Regions from separate parts of the Mus musculus genome. Here regions 1, 3, 4, 5 and 6 are each linked to region 2. The links are chromatin contacts, called in public promoter capture Hi-C maps. All regions are on one chromosome and are shown on one strand. The core of a region is the stretch at or near the end of the contact, and the rest is flanking DNA. Distances in the headings are between cores, read along the strand shown. Region 1 holds the start of Insm1 (insulinoma-associated 1). Region 2 holds the start of Kif16bos (kinesin family member 16B, opposite strand). Region 3 holds the start of Xrn2 (5'-3' exoribonuclease 2). Region 4 holds the start of Naa20 (N(alpha)-acetyltransferase 20, NatB catalytic subunit). Region 5 holds the start of Ralgapa2 (Ral GTPase activating protein, alpha subunit 2 (catalytic)). Region 6 holds the start of Kiz (kizuna centrosomal protein).

Evidence for each region. Promoter capture Hi-C pulls out the DNA fragments that hold promoters and counts their contacts.
Region 1: a contact with region 2 is called in a promoter capture Hi-C map of pre-B cells, with 6 times the contacts expected there. The contact joins the promoter of Insm1 here to the promoter of Kif16bos in region 2. A contact is called at or near these places in 1 of 39 promoter capture datasets (pre-B cells) and 1 of 484 Hi-C or Micro-C datasets (embryonic stem cells).
Region 3: a promoter capture Hi-C map of pre-B cells shows a contact between it and region 2. The contact joins the promoter of Xrn2 here to the promoter of Kif16bos in region 2.
Region 4: a promoter capture Hi-C map of pre-B cells shows a contact between it and region 2, with 4 times the contacts expected there. The contact joins the promoter of Naa20 here to the promoter of Kif16bos in region 2. A contact is called at or near these places in 2 of 39 promoter capture datasets (liver and pre-B cells) and 1 of 9 other capture datasets (liver).
Region 5: a contact with region 2 is called in a promoter capture Hi-C map of pre-B cells. The contact joins the promoter of Ralgapa2 here to the promoter of Kif16bos in region 2. A contact is called at or near these places in 1 of 39 promoter capture datasets (pre-B cells) and 1 of 484 Hi-C or Micro-C datasets (CD8 T cells).
Region 6: a promoter capture Hi-C map of pre-B cells shows a contact between it and region 2. The contact joins the promoter of Kiz here to the promoter of Kif16bos in region 2. A contact is called at or near these places in 1 of 39 promoter capture datasets (pre-B cells) and 1 of 484 Hi-C or Micro-C datasets (CD4 T cells).

What each region holds. Positions count from the first base shown.
Region 1 is chr2:146,220,623-146,223,322 of GRCm38.p6, forward strand. Insm1 (insulinoma-associated 1) reads left to right here and starts at 1,375. Exons shown (of 1, transcript NM_016889.3): 1 at 1,375-2,700. The coding sequence starts at 1,644.
Region 2 is chr2:142,901,695-142,904,394 of GRCm38.p6, forward strand. It overlaps Kif16bos (kinesin family member 16B, opposite strand), which reads left to right and starts at 1,271. Exons shown (of 2, transcript NR_131921.1): 1 at 1,271-1,547; 2 at 1,661-1,878.
Region 3 is chr2:147,011,666-147,014,365 of GRCm38.p6, forward strand. It overlaps Xrn2 (5'-3' exoribonuclease 2), which reads left to right and starts at 1,334. Exons shown (of 30, transcript NM_011917.3): 1 at 1,334-1,531. The coding sequence starts at 1,457.
Region 4 is chr2:145,901,861-145,904,560 of GRCm38.p6, forward strand. Naa20 (N(alpha)-acetyltransferase 20, NatB catalytic subunit) reads left to right here and starts at 1,381. Exons shown (of 6, transcript NM_001141965.1): 1 at 1,381-1,502. The coding sequence starts at 1,450.
Region 5 is chr2:146,510,753-146,513,452 of GRCm38.p6, forward strand. It overlaps Ralgapa2 (Ral GTPase activating protein, alpha subunit 2 (catalytic)), which reads right to left and starts at 1,252. Exons shown (of 41, transcript NM_001033348.3): 1 at 1,042-1,252. The coding sequence starts at 1,147.
Region 6 is chr2:146,854,435-146,857,134 of GRCm38.p6, forward strand. It overlaps Kiz (kizuna centrosomal protein), which reads left to right and starts at 1,446. Exons shown (of 14, transcript NM_001033298.4): 1 at 1,446-1,609. The coding sequence starts at 1,488.

The sequences.
Region 1 (2,700 bases), core at 125-2,624, 3.3 Mb after region 2:
CTCAGCCATTAGCAGGGAAGAGATCCCTAGACAAGTTGCCGGGTCTGGGTCCAAATCTGGCGTCTAGTGTGGCGTGTGTGTACCAGGGGTGTCCTTCGTTGTTGTCTCTTGCCAGTGGCACGGGAGGAAGCGGCTGGTCCTCTCAGGCTGCAGGCTCCCTCTGAGGACAGATTGGCCACCCCCACCTCCCCACACCCCCGGCAGCACGCGTCTCTTTTGCGTCCAGATTGGCCGCGACCCGCGCTCAATAGCGGGAGGTTAATTTCCTTCACAAAGGTGAAGGGGGCACGACTCCGGGGGGGGGGGGCCCCCGCGCCCAGACAGGCGGTTGCTTTATTCCGCAGCGCCTTGATTGGAGCCCTTGATTTAGCATCTGATGTCAACCCACAGACAAAATGCCCGCTCAGAATGAAAATGCATGAGGCTGCGCAGAGGGTGAAAACCAACTTCACCGTGCGTGGCCCACTTGGGTCAACTCCACAGGCGTTGCCTACGCCCTGGACAGCGAGGAGGCTCCTGAAGCCTGGGTCCGACCCTGGCAAAGATGCCAATCCTCCGGCTTCAGGCATATTAGGGAAAGGAACGTAACTTCAGATATTCAAGTTCCTTTTGGAAGCCAGCCAGCAGGCCAGGGATGCAGCCTCGCATCCGAGGGCGATCGAAAACGTGCTATGCCAACAGTTTCTCCAACTCGAGAGAAGCTTTCGAGGCCCGCCGGCAGGTTGAGCCCGTGAGCCCAGACCCGGCGCTCCGCCGAAGCCCGCTGGCTCAACGTGTTTACTCTCTGAAGCCCGGGTTCCCGCGGCCAGAGCACGGTCGGGCCACTGGCTGTCCGGAGTTGAGTTGCGCGTTCCCCTTGCCGATGATTTTCCATACGACGCGCGGAGCTCCCGCGCCCTTCTCCCGCAGCAGCCGCGGCCCTCGGGTCGCCCCTGCCCCCACCCCATCAGCGCGCCCAATTTCCCCCTGGGCTCCGGCTCGCGGATTGAACCCTCCTGACATATTTGGGGCCATTCTTCTCCTTTGTTGCTATTTAGCTCGCGACCCGCGGGTAATCCTCGCGCGGGAGGGGGGCGCACATTGTCGTGCTGATGGACGGGCCCATTTGGCGGCTCCGCGCCCCCCGGAGGAGACACACAAAGCCCAGGCACGTGCGCCTCCCCATAGAGGAGCAGCAGACCGTGAAGGGAGGCGGGGCCGGGCGTGTGCCTGGGCCAGGCGGGGCGGCGGCGCCGGGCGCGGCGGGGCGGGGCGGGGCGGGGCGGCCGAGGGGCGCGCGCTGGGGCCCCGCGCCCTCAGGTACATCTGCCGCACCTACCGGGCGACCCTCGAGTCCCGGCCCCTTTTTTGCCGCTCCGTCGCCCTCCCGCCCTCGTCGGCGGAGGAGCTGCGGACGCTCTGATTGGCTCTGGGGGAAGCGGGAGGCGAGAACAATGGCCCCCTCCCCCCGTTAAAAGGGAGCGGCGCCCGGGCCCGGGGACAGGGACGCGCGTGCGGAGCGCAGAGCCGGGCCAGCAGCCGCGGGCACTGCGGGAGTCCCGAAGCCGCCGCGTGCAGGCGATGGGCTGGGGTCACTGAGGGCCGCCAGGGCCGAGCACGGAGGTGGGACCCAACCAGTGCGTCGCCCTTTTCACCGCGCCAACATGCCCCGCGGGTTTCTGGTGAAGCGCAGCAAGAAGTCCACGCCCGTGTCCTACCGGGTCCGCGGCGGCGAGGACAGTGACCGGGCGCTGCTGCTGTCACCCGGCTGCGGGGGCGCCCGCGCCGAGCCCCCGGTGCCCAGCCCCGGGCCGCTGCCGCCACCTCCGCCGCCGGCGCTCGCGGAGCGCGCCCATGCTGCGCTCGCCGCCGCGCTCGCCTGCGCGCCAGGCCCGCCGCCGCCACCCCCGCCAGGCCCGCGGGCCGCGCACTTCGGCAACCCCGAGGCTGCGCACCCGGCGCCTCTCTACAGTCCCACGCGGCCGGTGAGCCGCGAGCACGAGAAGCACAAGTACTTCGAGCGCAGCTTCAACCTGGGCTCGCCGGTGTCCGCTGAGTCCTTCCCCACGCCCGCCGCGCTGCTCGCAGGGGGAGGCAGCGGCGCCAACGGCGCTGGCGGCGGCGGCGGCGGCACCTGCGGCGGAGACGCGCTGCTCTTCGCTCCCGCCGAGCTCAAGATGGGCACTGCGTTCTCCGCCGGCGCCGAGGCGGCCCGGGGTCCTGGGACCGGTCCTCCACTGTCCCCCGCCGCGGCCCTGCGGCCCCCGGGCAAGCGACCGGCGCCCCCCGCCGCTGTCGCTACAGAGCCGCCCGCCAAGGCAGCCAAGGCCCCGAGCGCCAAAAAGCCGAAGGCCATCCGCAAGCTGCACTTCGAGGACGAGGTGACCACGTCGCCGGTTCTGGGGCTCAAGATCAAGGAGGGCCCGGTGGAGGCGCCGCGGGGTCGCGCGGGGGGCGCGACCCGACCCCTGGGCGAGTTCATCTGCCAGCTGTGCAAGGAGGAGTACGCTGACCCGTTCGCGCTGGCGCAGCACAAGTGCTCGCGCATCGTGCGCGTGGAGTACCGCTGCCCAGAGTGCGCCAAGGTCTTCAGCTGCCCGGCCAACCTGGCCTCGCACCGCCGCTGGCACAAACCACGGCCGGTGCCCGCGGCGGCCCGCGCGCCAGAGCCAGAAGCCGCCACCAGGGCGGAGGCGCGCGAGGCTGCGGGCGGCGGCAGCA
Region 2 (2,700 bases), core at 21-2,520:
GTGCTGTCTCTAACTCGGAAAGTCAAACCCAGTCAGGCCCAGGACGATCACTGCATTTAGAGCATTCTCAAGGAAACCGAGGAATGGACTACCGAAAACGAGCATTGCAACCAATAACATGGTCCTGACTTTATACGGCCCGTGCTCGTCAACTCATCTGTCTTGTTGAGAAGCGAAAGGTCGTGGAGAACTCTGAGGGACTGCTCTGTTTCTTCAAAGAGTTCTAAGCATGTGTTCTGAACCACAAAATTTAGGGTACCAAGAAAACAAAGGATCGAGGATTTTTTTAGGCAGATAGAAATGTCGTTATATTGGTTGGAATCATATCTAAAGGGAGTTTTTGCATTTTGGGGACAGTTTAGCAATTTAACTTTAGTCATTGGATCAAAAGTGAGGACACCCGCTTTCTTCTTTCTTTCTTTCTTTCTTCTTCTTCTTCTTCTTCTTCTTCTTCTTCTTCTTCTTCTTCTTCTTCTTCTTCTTCTTCTTCTTCTTCTTCTTCTTCTTCTCCTTCTCCTCCTCCTCCTCCTCCTCCTCCTCCTCCTCCTCCTCCTCCTCCTCCTCCTCCTTCTCCTCCTTCTCCTCCTTCTCCTTCTCCTTCTTCTTCTTATTCTTCCCTTTTTTTTTATGAGCTAAAGCCCCTGGCATCAGTGATTTCTTACCGGGCTATCTCCCTGTAAATTCATTCAGTTAACCCTATGCCTTCACCTGTAAGTCACCTGCTGGACACAAAAACTCCAGTATCAACTATCTTCCTCCTGCCCCAGTCAGGGTCGCTCAAAACTTACAGACCAGCCTTCCTCCTGGACCCTGATCTCCTGCCTTTGCACTTGCTGATGGAGTATAAAGCAAGCCTACTGACTTGCTCCTCCTCACCCTCGAGGTCTCTAACGACCACAATGGAACATTCTGTCCTCAAGACCAGCATATCCCCGCTATTATTTCACTCCCGGGCAGATGACTTCGGTTCAAATGGTCTCTAGAAAGCTTAGATGTGATGCTGCTTAAGTCCCTGAGGGGAGCCGAAAAAGTCTCCCGGGTTTTTGGCTCGAACTCCAATACTAGCTTTGAGTCTTCCAGTCTGCCTCGCCTGCTAAACTGGAACTCCAAGGGTTTAATAATAGACTAAGTGAAATAATACGACGGCCAATGTGTGGTCCACTAGTACCAGGAGTCCTCATCTCAGCTTTCCTAGAACCCTTCAAGGTAGGGTAGAATCAGAACGTCCCCTTTGTTCGGAGTCCTACAAAGCCTGGACTAAGGCGCTTACAAGTTTAGAAATGGGCGCAGAGTCAGCCAATCAAGGGCGGGAAAACTCGGAGGGTTGAAAATGGGGCGCATGCGCAATAGCAGAAGCAGCGGGCGGGTCCAGGCACAGCCGCCAGCCAGGCTGCACCCGGCTGTGGCAGCCACGGGCAGGGGCGGAGCCCGCCGTATATGGGAGCTGCTTGGGGACAAACTGTGTAGGGTGCGCTCTCGGGCGGGCAGGGCTTCAACACCCTACCAGCTGTAGAGTCGCTGAGAGCAACCAAGACAACCAAGAACAGGTGTGCGAATTCTGCACTCAACTGCAAATCACTTGTTAATGTGAGTTCCTGTTCCTGGAGGTTTTGCTTGTCCAGTTTGGGCTTATGCAGGCCATTCTATCCATAATTTCCAGCAGCCTACACGTGTACATAATCCTCTGATTCCAACACCACCTTGCGATTTGACACAACCGACAAAGTGCTGCGGCCCACGGAACACGAACAGCAAGCCTGCGGATTTTAAACTAGAAGCAGCGAGGTTTCTCGCCAGAGAAATGACTGAACAGCCACCCCTTGATTAATTTACTCTCTGCACCAAGAAAAATGAATAAACAGGAAGGTTTTTAAGGGCTTGCTCATCTTCTCAAATTCCAATGAATCTCTGGTACCCCTTTCATTTGTTTCTGTCTTTAGAAATTTTAGACTTTTTAAAGTCTTCCAGGACTTAACCTGCACAGAAGCTTCCTCCGGAAGTCAAGTGTGAGGCTCCCCGCGTGAGGCTCCCCATTGACTAACTGCTAAGCACAGCATCAGTTTGGTAAGGACAACTGCCAGGAGAACTGTTACTCAGAAGAATCACCAAATAAAGTCTCTTAAAGCTCCTGAACGTGTATGGGGGGGGGGGGATTACCTCTATATAGTCTCCTCTAATTAAAATAAAATGTGCAGCTGTAGTAACATCTGAAATTTTGATGATACTGGAAATCACAGATATTTAGGGACTGTTGCAGCTCTCTCAGATTGTTCTTCCTTTTTTATTTTGACTTTGAAATTAGGCCAGTTGTGAAGCTGATACTATAACTTGTTATTTAACAAAAGGACACATAACTTCATTATATTTATTTTCTATACTGTGGTTCTTGTTCAGAAACATTGGTTTTTGTTTTGGATCTCATATCGTTTACATGATGGATGTAAAACAGTTATTCTGGGGCTGGAGCGATGACTCTTGCCAGTTAAGAGCACTTGATGCTTTTGCAGAGGATGGGGACTCCGTTCTCCGCTCCTACATCGGGCAGTTTACAACCATCTGTAACTCTAGGTGATCGAATGTTCTTTCCCAGCCTCTGCCAGCACAGGTGCACACTACACACACACATTCAAAAGTAAGTCAGGCATGAATATGTAAAGGCGTGTGTGTGTGTGTGTGTGTGTGTGTGTGTGTAGGCAGGAG
Region 3 (2,700 bases), core at 84-2,583, 4.1 Mb after region 2:
CTCTTAAGGTGAGCCTTTGTGATTGTGATTTGTCAGGCCTAGGGGGGATTCAGGGAAGAGACTTTCAAGCTTGAGCAAATGGGCAGATACCTCCCTCCTCTTTCTAGACTTCTTTCATATGCTGCAGGTGGGATGGGGGATATGACAGGGTACATTTGAAGCCACCAGAAAAGAAGGGATACAAATATCATGTTGGTTGAGAACAGAGGATTAAATGACCCTTGGTTAAAGTGAAATACAAGCAGTATGAATAAGCAAGCAATTTAGCTCTTTGATAACCCGTTATCTGTGTTACAAAAACAAAAAACCAAACCCCCCCCAAAAACGGTAGAGCAAGACCACAGGATGGGTGGAGTTGTTACACTGTGCCTGACTCAGGCAAACAATCACTGCCTCAAGGCCAGGCTGTTACTGCCCACATAGAAACAGGCTTCCTCAAAACAAGCCCCTTTTAGCTTTTTACTTTCCTGCCTGCTGCATGCACGTAATCTAATAAACTGCTTTTTCTGTTTGGAGAATATTTTTTACACTGGAGTCACCCAAATGACACGGCCAGCCAGCACAGAAGGCTCAACTGGTGATTAAATAAGAAAATTCTTTAGTTCCTTGCCTAAGCACATCACAGGTACTCAATAAATGCTAGAACGTGATATTAGCAAATTTTGGCTAGACTCTGCAACTGTTTAAAGTGACCTCGTTGGGCTGAGAGATGGCTCAGCAGTAAAGCGTTCATGCTGTTTTTCCAAAGTAGAGTTTGATTGCTGGCAGCCACAGCAGGCTGAATACTGCTGTTTGTAACTCCAGCTCCAGGGGATTTGAAACCTCTGGCCTCCACAGGTACCAGCACTCGTTCACAAAGCCACATGTACATATACACACATTGCGTAACTAAAAATAAATCTTAAACATATTTTTAAAAAGTTGCTTATGCAAAGCAGATTTTAAAAAAAAATTGCAAAACACTTGAGGATGCTTTTTCATAGTTCGGCCAGGCACAGCAGCATAGAAATGAGAGAAACCAGGAAATGGAAACTAGAGTGTAGATGCTTCTATTCAGCTCAAGACTGATTGTGAGAAAGGAAGTAAGATAGGCCACGCCTTTCCAAAGTCTCGGCCACACAAGGACTTTGCGGCTGCGGGCCTAATGTGGCCGGCGCTCTTGGCTGGATTGCCGGAGAAGGCATCCGCCAGGAGTCGGCTCTCAAAGGCTTTACCAGAGAACGCGGCGAGCCAGGTCTACAGCTCGCCCAGCCGGGCCTCCACTCCGGCAGTCTAAATGAACTTCCACTTAACCGAGCTCCTTTCCCTGCATCCCCCGCGGTGGTGGTATGACGTAACTTCCGGCCGCTGAACGCACGTGGGAGGAAGTGCTGGTGCCCGCGGCTGCCGCTCCTGCTAGTCTCGTTGGTTACACTCTCCCGCTGGCCCGGCTGCTGTTTCGAGCTGCCCGCTGGTCATGGGAGTCCCGGCGTTCTTCCGCTGGCTCAGCCGCAAGTACCCGTCCATCATTGTCAACTGCGTGGAGGAGAAGGTGAGGAGGCGGCCAGTACGCCGGAGTGGGGACCCGGCGTGGCAGGTCTAGGCCGAGGCCCTCGGGGATGGGCGCCCGCCCCAAGCTGCCTCACGGGCCGCTTCGCGGGTTCGCGGTTCCGGAGGCGGTCTGGGCGGAGCGAGGGCGAGTAGGGGGCTTTGGGGGCTTGGGCGGCTCCTCCCCCGCCTGCGAAGCGGGGCACCCCAGGCTCCGCCCACGGCTTTGTTCCCTCCGCGCCGCTCACTGAGCTCCAAAGGGCGCCCAGGCTAGTCAGCCCCCCTAGCGCGGGCAGCAAGGTTGGCAGGGTAGGGACCGCTGGTTGGTCCACTGTCTTGAGCCCGGAGTTCCCGTTGGCTGGATCGCTTGTTTTCCACCCGAGCCTGGCCATTTGTTGCAGTTAAGCGTGCGCGGGCAGCAGCTAGTTACGAAGGACTAGGCTAGGGGAGCGCTCTTTCTCCCTGGCGGGCTTTGCTGTACGAATGCCGGGCAGCTCGCTGTGTTTCACTTCCTGCCTCCGTTAGTTTGCTAGTTTACAGGCAGACTTTTAAGTCGTTCCGATTCGTGAGTGTTGCTTTTGTCGTTCGCGTAATTCTGTCGAGTTCGACTTTGTACTCTAAGTTAGAATTTCTGGATTGGAAAAGTTCCGGGCACATGTGTCCCCTCCCACTTTCGGCTTTAGAACCGCCTCTCTCCAAGAACCTATTTCTCCCGCTGAAGTTATTTACTTTCTCACTTCCTGTCTTAGAAGAAACCAAAAGCTTTGTTTTGGTGACAATCCTAGTATATTTTTGTGTTCTCCAAAGACAAATTGCTAAGCTGAACCATTATTTCTTTATAAACATTGTGTTCTCCTGGGGGGGGGGGGTCTTCCAAAGGGAGAGCCACTTTTTCGTAACAGACACTTTGAACTGTTTTGGTTGTGTCTCTTAATATGGTTAAGTTTGATTTATCGGTTTTAGGTCTATCTAATTTTGGGTAGAAGAGGAATTAGCTATTTATTCACCACCACCCCAGTTTTTCTAATGCTAATCCATAAATCTGACGGTAAAATTTGTAATTTAACGGAGAACTCGTTTAAACGTATATCGGGCCAAGGCGTGGCACATACTTTTACTCCCAGCACTTGGGAGAGAGGTAGGCTTGAGTTTTGGAGGTCAGCCAGATATACA
Region 4 (2,700 bases), core at 131-2,630, 3.0 Mb after region 2:
ACTCCACCTTTCTACCATAGTAGCAGTTATATATATACTTTCGGGCCTGTCATACCCATGTTTACAATTATTCATTGTATAATTTACTTCATCAGGCTTAGAGACAAAGCTTGGCGAGGAGCCACTGGGACTACCTGCTCTTTCAACCATTTGCTTTCTTCTCCACCACACCTGGCCCTCAGGTTTGGCCAAGGAATTCCCAAGACACCTGCGGAGCAACTGAGTCCCAAAGGAGTTGGGGATGTGAGTCTGCTGTAATGTAGGCATCTCGCTGAGTTGGATTGGTTTGAGCTCAGCAGCATGTTCTCCAGGACCACCCCAACTGCTGGTAAGGAGAAGAGGGGAAGGCAGCTTCACAGCCCGACAGTACATAGTCTCCTCAGTCACTGGGTCTATGCCGTGGAGACGCTGGGCTGGTGCTTAAAATGTAGCAGGCCAGATGAAAGAATGTAATTCCTAATGGTTAACTTTCAACTTAGACATGAGATAATGTTTCATTTGGTTATTTGGAAACATGTTTGGATTACTTTGATAGCTCTATCATCTTGTATGCATGTATTTGAGACGGTCACACTATGTGTCCTTGACTGGCCTGGAACTCACTATATAGACCAGGGTTTTCGAGGCTCACTAACAGCCTCTTGTCTCTGTCTCCTTACTACTGGGATTACAGGTGTAAGGCACTATTCCTGGCTTGATCTGCTCTTTAATCACACATTTATTAAAATCAGCATCGAAAACAAATAGTTCTGATCATTTTTCTCTCGGATTAAAATAAACTGCAAATATATGGACCAGATTTCAAAGTCTTATTGCCAAAATAAGATAAGATATTCACATTTTTTATACAGATAATCTTTCTTTCTTTCTTTCTTTCTTTCTTTCTTTCTTTCTTTCTCTTTCTCTCTCTCTCTCTCTCTCTCTCTTTCTTTCTTTCTTTCTTTCTTTCTGTTCTTCCTTCCTTCCTTTCTTTTTCTTCCTCTCTCTCTCTTTCTCTCCCTCCCTCTCTCCCTCCTTTCCTTCCTTCTTTCCTTCCTTTCTTCTAAATAATTTTAATGTGCTAGAAAATTTAAGGTCACATCCCTGGTTCATGACAGTGGTTGAGAGAAGAGGCCCTGAGCCATCCTTTTAGGGATCACTTCCTAACTCACCCTGTGAAGCATCTTTGTAGTTTTGAAGCTTGCTTTTACGATTTGGCTCTCTGACTCCAGCTTCTTTCTCCTTGTTACTACTCTGCCTACTTTTTGGAAAGGGTCTGCGGGGCGCGGATCATTAAGGCAATTGCTGATTTCAGCCGCCAGAGAGAGCTACGACGCTACTCTTGTTGCCCAGCAACCTCTGGTCCGGAAGTAGTTCTTTGTCCCACCCCATGGCGGCCGCGGGCGCGAGTACTTCCGGTAGTGCGGGCGCGGGGTCGCGCCGAGCGGGTTGGAGGCTGGCGGCGGCGCAATGACCACGCTCCGGGCCTTCACCTGCGACGACCTGTTCCGCTTCAACAACATGTGAGTGAGGCACGGCCGGCCTCTGTCTTCGCGGCGCGGGACGGGGTCAGCCTCGCGGGGCCGTGGGCCGGGTGGACGCTGCGCGGGCGCGCTGACCGGTGACCTTGGCCGAGGCGCGGCGCTCCCGGTGCGCCCGGGATGATGCGGAGCCGGGCTGGACACCCCGCGCCCGCTCCCTGAGGCGGCCTCACTGCGGAGGGAGGGCGGGGAAGGAGCGCGGTCCTGGTTAAATTGTATCCCAGTGAAGTAACCTTGCGATGCTCCGGGCCCTCTCAGCAAGTTGTGGTTTGTGCTTGGTAGTTACAGTAGCGGAGCGCCCAAAGTAGACTGCCTTGGGTTTTTTTCTTTTTCTCTTAAAAAAAAAAAAAAAAAAAAAAAAAAGACAGGGTTCATTTCGTATCCCTGGGCTCCAGGAACTCTCTGTAGACGAGGCTGGCCTAAACCTCACAGATATGTCTTCCTGTCTTACTAGTGCTGGGATTAAAGGCATGCCCCACCACACCCAGCTAGACTACATTTTTTTTTTTTTGGTTGGGGATCCAATGTACTGAAGACTCCCCGGTGCTGTGTGGTTTCTTTTCAGTCCAAAATTTAAAAACCCGTGATTTGCCGTTCTCCCCTTCTCGCTTTTTAAAAAGAAAAAAAAATTTAGTTTGGAATCCAAATTATGACCATTTAAAAAGCTCAGCATTTCACCGCGAACTCCTGTAGACACATGACCTCGGTTATTTGCTTGATATAACGTAGTAAGAAGTATGGACCGGAAGGTTTAGGTAACAGAAGGGAAGAAACTCTGGGATGATGGACATTTCAAAGAGGGGATGAACCTTGATGAAGGAAATTTGGCAAGGAGGAAACTCTGGAGAAGGCTGCAGGAAAATGGAGTGTGAAGCAGGGTAGGCCTTTGCTTCAGGTGAAGCCAGGTTTAATTATCGTGTTTAATTGGTTCAGATCCGATCTTGTGAGATTTCGGTTAGGTCCCGCTTGTGTTGAATCCTCTGTGCATTTTAGTACTTGTGGCAGGCGCTCATGTAATAATAGGCCCTTAAATCTTCACAAATTCTGTCATGTGCTGATGTCCTCAGTTTCTGGGTGAGGGAAGGGATTGCACACACAGAACCCTGACGTGGAGTAGGTGGAGACTGGCCCTGGTGGTTGTTAAAAAATTGGTCCCATGGAGCTGGAGATGGTTCAGTTG
Region 5 (2,700 bases), core at 2-2,501, 3.6 Mb after region 2:
CCTGTCTTTTCCTTGGCCCCCAAATACAGATAAGTCTGTCCAGACAGACAGAAGATAGAACTAATGCATAGCCTAGCCAAGCTACACATCACCAGCATCAGATAACCTGTGGACACTTCACACCCACAGGGGAGAGCTTTCAAGCCATCACAAGTCAATTCCAGGCCCACTTGGGCTCTGCAGAACCTCCACCCTGCAGGCCATGAATAGGGAAGGCAAAAGGGAGTAATGGTTGTCACTCTGATGATAAGGGAGAAGCTGCCTCCCTGGACCCAAAGAAAGCCTAGCTTCCTCTGATCAGAGCCCCCTTCACACCAAAGACCCAAGGAAACAGCTATCAGCCGGACCCTTCCATCCTCCCTCCCCCAACCCCCAAAAAATGTAAATTTAAAAGAGAGAAGGGCAGGAGAGAAGAAATGACATCTAATCTGTCCTGGGGTCAGCTGAAATCAATCCTACCTAAAGTCTTACACTCAAACATAGTAACATTTTAAAAGGAGAGTGAGTGAGAGATGGTAGTTCAACGAAGTCTGTGATGGGACCACATGAGCTATTGGTCTAACCCAAGTTGTCAAGAATTTAAATTTTTAGAATGGGAGAGGGAGAGGGAGGTGGCAGAGAGGAGGTGGCAGAGAGGTAGGGCTGCGTGTGCGTGTGTGTGTGTGTGTGTGTGTGTGTGTGTGTGTGTGTGTGTGTGTGTTCAAGCCCGCCCCACTTGTGCTTGGTTTATTTCCTGGAGAGGACAGCTTATAGTCACCTCTGTGCCTGCTCTCAGGCACAGAGGTTACCCGAGGCTAGGCACCCAAAAGAGAATCCTGGCTAAGTTTACACTTGGGACGACAGAGCAGCGCCCAGGGCCAACGTACAGCCTTCAGGAACAATGCCTCAAGGGTCCCGATCTAGGCTAGCAAAGGTCGGCTGCGCACCATTCCCAGCTCTCTACATCACTCGGACCTGAGACCCCATCAGGCCCACGCCGCGGGTGGGACCCGGCCCTCCCGGCAGGTGGCTCTGACCCACAGCCCACGCCCCACGCCTCACCCAGCAGCGCCCGCAGGTGCTTCAGGCGGGTCAGCACGTCCTTCTTGGGGTCCAGCACCTTCTGCGTGGACTTTTTCACATCTCCGTGGCTCCTTCGGGAGAACATCCCGCCGCGGTAAGCCTGGGCCCCGCCGGCGGGGCAGGAGGCGCCTGCGCCGCACGAGTCACTGCATAGGGTCGCGACGGGCGCGTGTCGCTCCGGCCACAAGCCGCCCCCCTCCCGGCCGCCTCGCCGCCTCAGCCTCAGCGGAGGCTCCAGGAAGGAGGGGCGGGCCGAACGGTCAGGGGCGGGGCAGGAAGGCGGTGTCGATGCGAAACCCTCGGCCCCGCCCCACGGGTGCCTCTGGTCCGCCCTCCGGCGCGACGCACGCGCACATCCCGGACTGTTCACGCACTAGGAGCCTGAGGCTAGGAACCTCGCGGGGACGCGCGCCCAGCTTCGAGTCTGCGCAGTGACCTCCAATCAGATTGCGGTGTTTTCCATATGACCAGGACCGCGAGCTCCCGCCCCTATATGGGCCGCAAGTGCTCCCGGGAACTGTAGTCCCCACAAGACGAAGCGCAGCGACCTGCTTTCCAGAGTGCTAGATGCCACCCTTGAAACTCACACTCCCTCCCCTCTACTGCCTGGCCTGCGTACCTACCCCTCCCAACCCCCCACTCTCTCACAGACACACACAAAGTAAGAAAAGCTGTAGGACTTTTAAATTTTGAAAACTATTTCTAGATTTTTTTTTTTTTTTTTTACTTCTGGATTCACACTAAGGAGCAAGACAAAGCACGTGTGGCCATGTCAAAATCTGATCTCTAATTTCACACTAAAGTAAATAAATGGCTTTGGTAGCAGAGAAGAGTGGGCCTGTTGTCCAGTGAGGTCCACTCAGTCCCCAAGGCATCTGGAACCCAATCTCAAGTGCAGAGGTCAGTCTTGCCTCTTGCTTTGCGGATAGAGCTCCTGGGTTATGCAAGGCCTCATAGCAATCCAATAACAGAACCAGAAATAGAACCTGAAGGACCTGACTCTCGGGCCAACATGCTTTTTAAGGCCAGATGCCTATTCACTGAAGCAAGACTTTAAGACAGAAGATGCTCAAATGATTTCTTACCAGAAAACTGACTATATAATTGTTTATTATCATCTGGATCCCCAAGGTTTGATATTTTGGCTTTATTAGCAAGTACCTAAAGAGGCACCTTAGAATCACATGTTTTTCATCCAAATAGGCATAATCCAAGAGTCTTTTTCTCTAGTGGAGGAAAGTGCTAGAAATGTACACACCCTTGTATTAAGCTTGGTATTTGATCTCTACAGGCACTCAATAAACTCATTAAGTTAAAAAAAAAAAAAGATGATAAAGCAGCCCTACACATTTCAACTCAGCATGCAAAAACTTCTCCGTTCTGGTAAATTCTATTTTTAGAGTTATCAAAATAGCATGGCTACGACTAAGATATACCCAAAGGAACAGTATTTAGCCAAAAAAACAAAACAAAACAAAACAAAACAGACTACAGACAGATCACCTAACAGCAGAAATCTCACAGACCTAGAGATGTAATCTCCATGCCTAGGATGATGGGAGAGCTGTTGCGCCTCCTGCATCCCCAGATGACATCATAGATGAAGGCCATAATCTCCCCAATTCTGTTGTAAGGGAG
Region 6 (2,700 bases), core at 196-2,695, 4.0 Mb after region 2:
GTCCCCTTGAGTCCTGAGATTACATGGATATATTCTACCTTTCAGCATTTAGGCAGACAGTATGAGGAAGGAAGGATAGGCAAAATCATAATTTAGGGTTGCTGACTTGACCATTTCGTTGCTTCCCCTAATGCCAGTATGGTACTATAAGTCAGAGCGCAATGGACATGTGCAGTGTATAGTGAGCATGTTATAGTGGGACAAGACACGGACACATGCCGTCAGAAGCAGCTTAGATTTATTATGCCTTGATTTTTCAATTGAGTTTTGGTCATTACACATTCAGGAACGGTTTACTGTTGCTGAACTTTTTGACACACAGCTCCCTATCCCTAACCCATTCAGATATGGTGCAATCCCCATGGAGTCCTGACACACTATTAAAGAAATGTTGGTGTCAGGGATGCTTTGCATGAAAATAAAACTACCGACTTGAGAAAAGAGACATAAAATTAAAAGTCTAGGATAAGGAACCACATTGACTACAAGTACGTGTGTACATTTTTTTTTTTTTAATTTCCTATTCCAAGTGGGTTTTAGAATCCAGTTGTCTTTCTTCAGGAAGCCTTTTGCCATGTTGATGGAGGCAAGAATAAAGACTGATTCTGTTCTGGGCCTTTATAACCAGTAGTTCCTCTGAACTGATCTAAGGTTAAGTTAGTCTTGCTGTAATAGTCTGCCCAATTCACTCTGGGGCACCTAGGCTTTTTGTATGGTCACAGCTGAGTTGTGGGACATAGGGTTTATGCCAATGTAGTCTGGCTGGGGGCCTTGTTGGAGAATTGACTGCAGAAGTAAACGGTTTGATTCACAAGGACCTAGTTAGAAACCAAATCTTTCTCCCCTGAAAGGGCTGATGGCAACCTGAGCATTGAAAAACATTCCAGCGTGGGATGGCATATTTGGTTTCTTTGTTTGTTTGTTTTATTTTGTTTGGGGGTGGGGTTTGGTGTTTTGAGACTAGGTTTCTCTGTGTTGTCTTTGTTGTCCTGGAACTCACTCTGTAAATTAGACTGGCCTCGAACTCAGAATTCCTACTGCCTCTGCCCGTAGTGCTGAGATCAAGGGCATATTTGCGGTTCTTAAATTTTGTTTTCTTCTAGCTTTTTGTTTTGCTTTCTAAGTGCTGGTATCAAAACAATCTTGTCACAGGGTCTCTCACTGCAAATTCTAGGAAGGTAAATAAGAAACTGCATCTGATAAAATGAATGCGTGTAGGACGGATTCTGTAGGGGAAGAGAAACACAGCGGTAGCAGAGAGAACGTGACACAGCTCCCTTGTCTTCTCCCTGTACCACCAGGGCTGCTCCACCCTTGCCAGTCTCTCTGTCTTCGCCCCTCCCGGACCCACACCGCGGCTAACCCCGCCTCCTCGGCGCCCCGCCCTTCGCCCCGCCCTCTTCAGGCCGCTAGGCGCCTTGTTTACCCGCGGTGCATGTTGGGGCGGTCTCCTTGGGCAACGCTGGCCCGCCAGCTGCCCTGTGGCAATGCCGCGAGGGCGCGGTGGCGGTGGTGGTGGCCTGCGCCAGGCCTCCGCCACCTCTGCGCCCTTGGCGAGCCCCAGCTACTACGAAAGGGTGGGCCAGCTCCAGCAGGCTCTGCGGGACAGGTACGGCCGCGGGACGGGGCAGGGAGTCAGCGGCGCCACTGAGAGCATCGGGGTACGGTGTCCGGCCCACTTCCCGCCAGTGGTTCACTAGTGTTGGAACTCGCCTGCGACCCCCAACTAGCCCCAGAAGGGGTTAGGAGCACAACTTTACCACGGATGCCCCTTGTTTGAAAGCGCAGAGAGACTGTAATCTCTCATGACAACCAAAGCCAGGTCCCTCAGCCTGCGGATGCGGCCGGAAGTGAGAGTGGGAGTTTTTTTGCCTGCCAGTCTTGATCAAACCTTGTGAATTTCTTTAGTCCTCTCTAGTCCTACATGCCCCCTCCTCACTCTCTCTTCAAGTTGTCATCCTACTTTGACAGCCGCACTGCATCAAAGATGACAGGTCCAGGAACGCAGGCTGGAATGGTGTGTGTGTGTGTGTGTGTGTGTGTGTGTGTGTGTGTGTGTGTGTGTGTGTGTGTGTGTTTGCGCGCGCGCTGTAGTCTTTTAGAAGTGTCTGGGGCTGACTAAATTTCTAGTAAAAGGATGAAATTTTCAACGGGTTCAGCTTCGAGGGTTGGGATTGCCTTTGATTAAGACATGAAAGATGAGAACCATTGGAAAAAGCTAGATCTAAGAATGCATAAATAGAAAAAAGTACAAAGCAATTGACTATAAATAACCACATGGAAAGATAAGTTGTTGGAACACTTATTTAGCTGCCAAATTAATTGGACTTAGAAATCTCATTAGTTGACAAGAAAGGAAATAGATTTTTGGATCTTTTGATAAACAAAACATTTAGTGGGTGTTAAAGTTACAGAATCATTCAGAAGGAACAGGAGGGCTGTAACAATTCTAAGATCATAACAGTAATTGCAGGTGAGGTAAAGTAAGTGATTTTTCAAAGGAATTGCATCTTACACTAGACTTAATTTTTGCCAATTACTTGTTAAGTAACTCCCACGGGCCCTAACTCTTCTTTCCGTGTTTTATCTTCTTTCTACATCCGTTTTTTTTTTTTTTTTTTCCTTCTGACACAGTCCTGCTCACCTACTCTAGGGATCTCTTAATCTCCCACTTAAGAAAAAAAAAATTAACCATTTAGG